3 separate regions of the Zea mays genome follow, and all the other regions are linked to region 3. The links are chromatin contacts, called in public Hi-C maps. All regions are on one chromosome and are shown on one strand. Each heading gives the region's core, a stretch centred on a gene start, on an enhancer-like site or on the middle of the called end of the contact. The rest is flanking DNA. Distances are from core to core; before and after follow the strand shown. Region 1 has its middle 39 kb from the start of LOC100282506. Region 2 has its middle 110 kb from the start of LOC100284396. Region 3 has its middle 110 kb from the start of LOC100282506.

Region 1 (3,114 bases), core at 391-2,890, 140 kb after region 3:
AAATTTAAATCTTTGTTTGTGACAGAGTCAATTATATAAATTCATTACGCTTCGAAATAAAAGAATACTACAAACACCAATTTCTCAACAATCTTTAGCAAACAAATATCAGTCTCCAACAGTAAATAACATCAACCACTTGATTCCAAAATTTTAATTTACTCTCTAGTAAGTTTAGCGACTACTAATGTATTATTTTAATTGATGAATTTGAGATGTTACAAAACCTACCCCTCTTAAAAGAATCTCGTCCTCGAGATTAAGAAACTTCCGAGAATAACTGAGGGAATTCTGCTCTAAGTTCATCTTCTCTTTCCCAAGTGGCCTCATCTTCCGAATGATGACTCCACTGAACCTTGCACATGTTAATAACTTTGCTTCGTGTAATTCTGCGAGATGTTTCCAAAGAGGAATTTAAGATCTACAAGGATTTCAAGGATTTAGAGAAAAGAGGAGAAATACTACACAGAATAGAGAAATAAATTTATGAACACATGAATTCATTTTCATATTAGTATGTTCAATTTGTACATTTAAAATGAGCATAAGTTCACAGTTACAATTGAACTCAAATTTGAATTTGAAAATGTAGAAAGAAAAGAGAAAAGAATAAAGAAAAGAAAAAGAGAAATTAGAAAACTACGCCTGGGCCTAATCTCCCTGATCCGGCCCATTCTTCTTCTCCACCGCGCGGCCTAGTCGGATTCCAGGTGCTGACGGGTGGGACCCGGTCGTCAGTCTCTGCGCTCGTGCGGCGTCGTTCCGCAGCTGACTGGTGGGACCGCCGTCGTAAATTCACCCACGCGTGTGTGGTTGAACCGGTCGCTGACGTGCGGGGCCAGCTTGTCAGCCCGGCTCCCTCTCTCGCCGTAACGGATGCGCGGGCATGCCGCGGCCACCTCGACGACCACCCGTGATCTCCATCGGAGCCAGCTGACTACGAAGCCAATCGCCCCACCTCGGCTATATGTGCGGACGTCCCTACCGCGCCTGCTGTTGACCCGCATTCACCACGCCTAGAGCCCATTAGAACTTGCCACCGTGCGCCATTGCAAAGAAGGGGGCCGCCACCGGAGAAATTCCATCTGTGTCGACGCCCTGTCTTCGGCGCACCGCTAGGAAGAATCACCTGGACGCGTGGAAGTTGTCCGTGCCCTCGGGGTGAAGCCGGAGCGTTCCGAGGTGCGGGAATTTCTCGTCGGAGGTGGAGGACCACCGCGGGGGACGCACGACTCCGTGGGCGACTTCACCGCCGCCACTACCGTCGGTGAGTACCTAATTAGTTTGTCCCGATTGTTCTCTTCGTTGCGTAGCGGGGCTTAGATCGAAGAATAGAGCATGCAGGCGCCGATTGGCAATACCCGGCCATGGGGTCGCCGCGGAACCAGTGCACGCCGTCGTGTTTGTTCGCTGAGGTTGCGGATGGCTTCTGCGCCGTTGATAGGATAACCAACGTCCGTGATTAGAAGGTAGAAATAAACATCTCAGCCGTTGGATGAAGTCTAAACGGCTGTGATCGTACAGATTGAGTTATTACGAGGGTTAGATTTGGACCGTCCGATCTAATCGGACGCAGTCGGGTAAGGAAGTTGCAGAGCCATCGATCTCAGATCCAATGATCAGCGTTACATATCGATTCGGCCGAGGATGCGTCTAATCCTGGCGGTCGATTAGCGATCGGGCGATCCGGAGCGCACGATACCCTTTGGCCGTGCACTTTTTCTAAAGAAACCCCGCGAAAGATAGGAATCAACCCACGGTCCACTGGTCTATTCTCTGTGTCTTAAGAATTTGTACCACGAGACCCCTGCGCTTCACAGTATTTGGGGCCCAGTCCACAGAACAGAAAACCAGAGAAAATAAATTAGACAAAGATTTTTAGTGCATAAATAATTGCTAGAACTTGTGTAAATCATAGAAAATTCATACTAACTCCAAATTGATCCATTCCAGTTTCTAAAATTTTGTAATATTATTGTTTATCACCTAGAGTCTCTGTTTTGACATGAAAACAGTAATAAAATTAATTTCTCAATTAATCATATATCAAGCACATAAAACCTTTGGAAATTCATAACTTAAAATCCATAACTCCAAAATTTATGATTCCTGTTCCTAGGATCTTATTTTAATGTGTAGATTATTATTATACATTTTTTTACATGTTTGGTGTGATGTTAATTTTCTCTATATACTGTGCTTGTTTGTATTGTGGCGAATAGAAGAGACAGTGGCTGAGGATCCGGGTGCCCAGCAGATAGAAGTTGCTGAGCAGGAGCTCATTGAAGGCAAGTTGTGCCATTGACCACTTTTTACCCAATAATGTTCTTTAATATCACTTATTCATGCATAGGTTTAATTTTGATGGGACCCAATAGGTCATCCTAGTCTGTTTATCCATTTACCTTGTTTACCCCTGAATCATTTGAGTAGTTATGTTATTGCTTTACATGGTTTTGGGTTAATATTTCATTATATTTATGTTCCAATTATTCTGTTATTTTATTTATGTTCATGTCAAGATCATTATCTTTAATTGGAACATGTAGCTAAATTTGGGAAACACGTGCCACCACAATGGTGGAATGGGACACCCTTGACTAACTAATTAGGAAAACTAGTGGAAGACTACCTTACCCGAAAGGGGCAAGGGCAGTAGGGGAGTTGCATGCAGGGAGGTTCTCGGGTTGATTTTGCTGCGATGGTGGTCAGACGAGGGATTCTTGCAAGTAGAACTTTGTAAAGGCCTCGTAGTGTTGCCCTGCCTCACTTCCTTGGTAGAGGTGTATGAGAGTTGTGATCCCTTGGCAGATGGGTAACATGACTTGTGGGTACAGGGTACAACCTCTGCAGAGTGTAAAACTGGTATACTAGTCGAGCTCACGGTCATGAGCAGCTCGAACACTCACATGGTTAATTTATGGAATTAAATTCAATTTGTCATTTCAATCGCATTGGGATTATTTTATTATTACTTTTACTTATTATTACTATGGTTTGGTATTTACTTACACTTAGTAACTGTTAATAAAATTTTGACCAACTTATAAAAGCAATGCTCAGCTTCAACCTTTATTTTTTATCACCCTTACACTTCACATGAACTCCCACATT
Region 2 (2,969 bases), core at 292-2,791, 150 kb before region 3:
ACATTGTAAACTGTCAGTAAAAAACGCAAGCATCAGCAAAATCCAGTTTTGTACACTGAGGCGGGGTGATAATGTTTCGCACAGGTTCAAAGCCCGGCAGGATGCAGTGGTGCACCACCAACATATGATGTAAGGCTTTGTTTGTTTCCTTTCATGATTATATAATCTAGGTTATGTATTATATAAGTATCTAATGACTTGTTTATAGATTATCATAATCTAGATATCTAAATTATATAATCAACCTAATAATCTGTGTTGCTTGTTTTTCTCTTAATTTATTTACATTAAATTATATAATCTAGAGGTTAAACAAATAAACACGGTCTAAGTCTGCAGTGATGCATGCTTCCGGATATAGTTGAAGCTCACGACGAGCTTTATTTGAGGGAACTTATTAACATTTAACAATAGGCGTAAGGCCCCGTTCGTTTGTTCGGTATTAAAGACATACACGTTTTTGTTCCTGGGCCAAATAGGGTGGATCCGGCTGGTTTGCTCAAAATTGGTCAAGGATAGATCTAGCTCAGGAATAAAAACTGATGGTCCACTGAACGTTGTTCGCTTTGGCCAGGATTGCTGCTACCCAGTTTCGGCCAGGATTGCTGCTGCCCAATTTCGTCCTCCACTAGCACTCGCTAAGATTGGATCCGGAGGTCAGAAGACCTGGCTTTGTACCGAACCGTGGTAGAAGAAAAATCTCCAAACCGGATCACTCTTGGCTTTGATTCAAGTCGAAACGAACAGCTTTTAGACAAATAAATCAATTCCTAACCAGGTCATTTTATTCTGTCCGGAATAAGGGCAGGAATGGGCCAAACCGACCAAACCGAACGAGGCCTAAAGCACGTAGAGCATTGCATGGTACCTTTCAAAGAGCTCATATGGCTGCATGATTTGAGCTGGCCTGCGACCAAAAAACTAAATTGATTAAACAAAGTGATATCGATCTCGACCAACTACAGCCCCGAGATTCAGTACGCTTAGGTAAACACATAGTAGACGTAGAAACAAGAATGGAGGTAGCTGCAGTGCAGGTTGCTCTCATCATGGAGGAATGTAGCGGTGGCCGTAGTGGTAGGAAGCACGAGGGTTGTCAGCAGGGTGCGCTTGTCTGCTGGTCTCCTGCTGCTCTGCTGCATGCAAACAAAGCTCGGCCGCGCGCGCGCGATCGTACGTGAGATGATCGAGGAAAGCCGGCCGCCCGACCGCGCGAGGCAACGAAAAGACATCCGGCGGCCAGTACGTTCGTACGCGATCGCCTGCATGCATACGATGGCCGTGCCGGGGGGACCCGCGGAGGCGCGACGTCGCCCAAGAAAAAAAAGGCAGAGGGCGGACGTACGTCGAGAGGGAGAAAAGCTAGAGGTGGCCGGGAAAAAGCTGGCCGAGGCATGCTCGCCGCTGCCGGCCGGCCGTTGCAGCAGACAACAGCGAGAGGTCCGTCCATGGCGCGGCGGCAACAAGGCTAGTGGGCGCGTAAGTACGCTGCGTCCCGAGGCTGACGCCATGCTCCTTGACTGCTGACCTATTTCGGTTAGTGGTCCAGGCAGGCAGCGGCCGATCTTTTGTCCCGTGCTCTCACACCGCAGTTCGCACAGTTGCACTGCCACTACTACGACCACCTTTGGTCCACGCGCGTTCCTCTCCTCGCTCCTTTTGGAGCTACTCCATGCCGGAAGATATGATCAAGCATGGCTACATAGTCAAGGTACTTGCGTTGTTGGGAACAGGGGAGTATACTATAATAAATTGAGGATGCGTTCGTTACATTGGGATTTAAGTTTAAACTGATAGTTAAACCAGAGTCATTTTTCATTCTTGTTTAAACTACATCTATGAATCGGAATTGGCCAATTGCTACTAGTAATGGAGGATCTATCAGGTGACCCAAGAATTTAAGGTGGACTTATCTCACATTTGTTATATATATATATATATATATATATATATATATATATATATATATATATATATATATATATATATATATATATATATATATATATATATATATATATATATATATATATATATATATATATATATATATATATATATATATATATATATATATATATATATATATATATATATATAGCAGGTATAACCGGAGCACTATGCTTCCAATAGTTAAAAGAAGTCAAGGCCGATCATTGTCGGCGTTTCGAGACCGGGGGGTCCCTGGGCCGACGAGTGAAATGTCGCTGCGTGCCCCAGCCCAGATGGGTCGGCGTGAGGCCGAGCGCGAAGGGGGGAGAAAGGTGGCCGAAGACGGGCGTGAGAGAGGTGGAAATCCCGCGGCCTTCGTGTTCGTCCCGCGCCTAGGTCGGATGCGCTTGCAGTAGGGGATTACAAGCGTCCACGCGGGAGAGGGAGCGAGCGGCCTCACGCGAGCGCCTGTCTCGTCCTCGTCCCCGCGCGGCCAACCCCCCGTAAGAGGGCCCTGGTCCTTCCTTTTATAGACGTAAGGAGAGGATCCAGGTGTACAATGGGAGGTGTAGCAGAGTGCTACGTGTCTAGCGGAGGAGAGCTAGTGCCCTAAGTACACGCCGTCGTGGCAGCTGGAGAGGTTTTGGCACCCAGTTGGTGTGATGTCGTGGCCGTCGGAGGAGCGCTGGAGCCTGGCAGAAGGACAACTATCGGGGCGGTTGAGTCCTTGCTGACGTCCTCTTGCTTCCGTAAGGGGGCCGAGAGCCGCCGTCGTCAGGGAGCGTGCGGGGCGCCATCATTGCCTATCTGGCGGAGCGAGCCAGATGGGACGCCGGTCTTGTTCCCCGTAGCCTGAGTCAGCTCGGGGTAGGGTAATGATGGCGCCTCCTGTTGACGTGGCTGGCCCGCGCCCTAGGTTGGGTGATGTGGGGGCTCCTCCGAGGTCGAGGTCGAGTCTGTCTTCCATGGTCGTGGTCGAGTCCGAGCCCCTGGGTCGGGCGAGGTGGAGACCGTCGGCTGAAGCCAGGGCTGAGTCC
Region 3 (3,091 bases), core at 384-2,883:
AAACCATATAGAGCAATAGCAAAACTACCCAAATAGTTCAGAGGTAAACAAGGTAACAAGATAACCAAACTAGGGTGATCTATTGGGTCCCAGCAAAATTAAGCCTATGCATGAATAAGTGATAATAAAGAATATTATTGGGTAATAAAAGTGGTCAAGGGCACAACTTGCCTGGGAGTTGAGATACCAACTTGATCTTCAGGTGACACGTAACCTCGCGCTAGTCATAGCAATACAAACAAACAGGGTATAGGTAAAATTAACATCACACCAAACACAAGAAGAAACCGCATAATAATACTCTATGCGTTGCTACGAGGTCGTGGGATCGAGAACCGCAAAGATCGGAGTTATGGTTACAGAGTTATGATTTATGGGAGATCTATGTGGTCCAAATATTAAACTATATTATAAATTGATTAGTATACACCATATGAGAGAATATTCTATGAATAATTAACTCAACCTTAATCTTAATTATAACTTGACTAAAGATCTTATGTTAATCAAATTATAATTATGGATAGGTTAGCTTTGGTTTAGAAAAGTTAATCTAGTAGACATAGGATAAATAAATATCTAACTATAAAATATGCAATATGGTATAATTAATATTTTTACTGCATAATAAATATTCACATGAAGCTAGCGCGACTTGAATGGACCAAATTTTTATACCCTAAAATTAGTCCAGGGGTGAATCTGCAAATATCCAATTAAACCCTATTTATTTTAATTATAATAAGGATGGCGGGTTTATTATAACCAAACAGAGGGGCTCTTCATAAAATTTGCCGCGTGAAGGGGTATGAAGTGAGCTCGGTCGTTGGATTAGATTCGGACAGCCAAAGATCTAATCAGAACTGGTAGACCCCGGTGGCCGTAATATCTGAGAGCAACGGCTGAGATCCTAAATAACAGAAATCGCCAGTCGCCCGATCGATCCAAAATCAACGGCTCACACAACACCACGAACCGGTAAGAGATCGATCTAATCGCCATGGTTGATACCTGATCCAACGGCTACGACGCGATCCCCTACCCATCTCTCCTTACCGCAGACCAAACACAGCGGCGCCGCCCGAAGGGCGCACCGGCGACAAGCCACCCATGAACCGATGCCCTAAGCTCTAATTCTACCGGTGCCACGCGACGAGGAGGACAAGGCAGACTCAGATGAGGACTACTTACCGATGGTTAGGCTGCAACATTCCTTTCCCACAGGGACATGCGATCCATGGTGGATCCCAACTTCTGATGAGGAATTGCGACAGCGCCAGAGGTCGTTCCAATCCCACGACGCAATGCCAAGCATCCAAACGGGCCAGTGATTAACCTTATCTCCCAGCCAACCAGCAACTCACAATCGATGGCGGCACGGAGCGACTTCCTCTGTGCTCTCCCCCATGGAGGCTCTCAGCTCTCACGATCGCGCGACGTTAGCGGGACGAGATGCAGAGGAGTATGGGGAGCTGACTTAAGTACCCGGGAGGATCATGTAGTGGCTCGGGAAAAAGGGGAAGAGGGTTGAGGGAGATGCGGAATTCACAGGCGGGAGATCGGCGAAGTCTGTTGGGAAGACGCTCCTCATGACTCGGCCCCACCGCATAGCGACCGGAAGACGACCCTGATGACCCGGCCCCACCAGTTAGCGGTTCAATGGGTCTAAGGGCATGTACAGTGGTGTTTAATGTGGTGGCTCTTAAGGTGTTTTAGGGGGTTATTTGCAAAAAAATCTTATAGCCGTCTCTCCGTGAAGAGACGCCTCTGGCTCGTAAACCAAGTAACAACAGACACCTCACTTCCCACTGTACGAATTTGTCGTCTGTTCTATCGATCTGATGCTATACAAATACATTTAATTCTGTATTTATTAACAGACTATATTTAGAGACACTCCATTGTACAATAGAGTCTCTTAGTTGTCTCCTGTGCTTGAGAACCGTTTTGGTGTCTCTCCACTGTACATGCCCTAAGGCAAGCGCGCAAGGGCGAGTTGGAGAGTGGGGAAAGAAGATCTACAGAGTTTGGGTGTTTGACTAACGAAGTGGTCCCACCTGGCAGTGCCTCCGAGAGGAGCCAACCCAAGTGCAGATGGTGGCCGGCCGAGGGGCCCAACACGTAAGCGAGGCGCACAGGTGAGTGGATCTGGGCAGAGGGACCCACAATGCAGCGGCACATGGAGGGGAAGCGCGCAGTGGGTGGCAGACACTAGGCCGAGCCAAGGATCCGAATTCGGCCCACGCGCTGGCATGCCCCATTGGGTTATCTTTTCTTTTTCTTTATTTCTATTTTCTTCGTTGTTTTCTAATTTAAATCTAAAAAATTCGAATTTCTATTATAAATTCAAATGCACATTTCAGAAACTTCCAGTAAAACATAATTGTTTAGTTTATTTATTTATGCTAAAATGTTTTCAGTTATGAAAACCACACCTTCTCCTTTTTCTTTTCTATTTAAATTCAAATTCAGATTTTTCTAATTTGGATTTAGATTCTAGCTTGGGGTTTCATGCCCAAAAGTTCCTGGTGCAATCAACTCTATATGATATGCAATGTTGATATTATTTTATTTATTATTCTATTTATCATTGCCTTTTAAATGTGTAATTCCCACATATTTATCTCAAGAACAATAGTTTTATATTTTATGATCTCCATAAAGAAAATGCCCTAACATATGTCTTAAAGTGATCATCAATACTACTATTTGTAATATTTTTATTTTATTTTTTCCTTCCTATTATTCAATTATGGAAGAAATCATTTTCTTTCTTTTTACTCAGTTTCTGTTTTCTATTTTCATTTATAATTTGAGGTTGAATAAAATGTATCCTAACATAATCTTAAGCATGGGATGCACATTCCTATTTGTTTATGGATTAATCGACTAATAATACTCCATTAATTGGCTATGAAGATAGAAGGGTCCAAATAAATTTCCCAAAGTTTCAAAAATCCTCAAATATATTTTATCATTTTTTTTCTTTGACCAATTTTGGGCTGTACACAAAAACTAAGCAACTTTTATATTTGGAGATTTCCATGTTTTGTGGAGCAATTTGGGGTAAAATGCAAAAAGAGCCAAGGGT

Evidence for each region. A called contact is a pair of places that touch in the nucleus more often than the background predicts.
Region 1: a Hi-C map of leaf shows a contact between it and region 3, with 2.8 times the contacts expected there. The contact joins two enhancer-like sites. A contact is called at or near these places in 2 of 25 Hi-C or Micro-C datasets (endosperm and leaf).
Region 2: a Hi-C map of tassel shows a contact between it and region 3, with 2.2 times the contacts expected there. The contact joins two enhancer-like sites. A contact is called at or near these places in 2 of 25 Hi-C or Micro-C datasets (endosperm and tassel).

What each region holds. Positions count from the first base shown.
Region 1 is chr2:69,844,516-69,847,629 of Zm-B73-REFERENCE-NAM-5.0, forward strand. No RefSeq gene overlaps it. Among protein-coding and RNA genes, the nearest start is that of LOC100282506, 39 kb to the left of the region's middle. Within about 2 kb of position 1,641, at least 16 of the 20 cell types and tissues checked have an H3K27ac peak or open chromatin away from gene starts, as enhancers often do. A contact at or near this core is called in leaf, where this site is marked.
Region 2 is chr2:69,547,755-69,550,723 of Zm-B73-REFERENCE-NAM-5.0, forward strand. No RefSeq gene overlaps it. Among protein-coding and RNA genes, the nearest start is that of LOC100284396, 110 kb to the left of the region's middle. Within about 2 kb of position 1,542, at least 7 of the 20 cell types and tissues checked have an H3K27ac peak or open chromatin away from gene starts, as enhancers often do. A contact at or near this core is called in tassel, where this site is marked.
Region 3 is chr2:69,700,093-69,703,183 of Zm-B73-REFERENCE-NAM-5.0, forward strand. No RefSeq gene overlaps it. Among protein-coding and RNA genes, the nearest start is that of LOC100282506, 110 kb to the right of the region's middle. Within about 2 kb of position 1,634, at least 18 of the 20 cell types and tissues checked have an H3K27ac peak or open chromatin away from gene starts, as enhancers often do. A contact at or near this core is called in leaf and tassel, where this site is marked.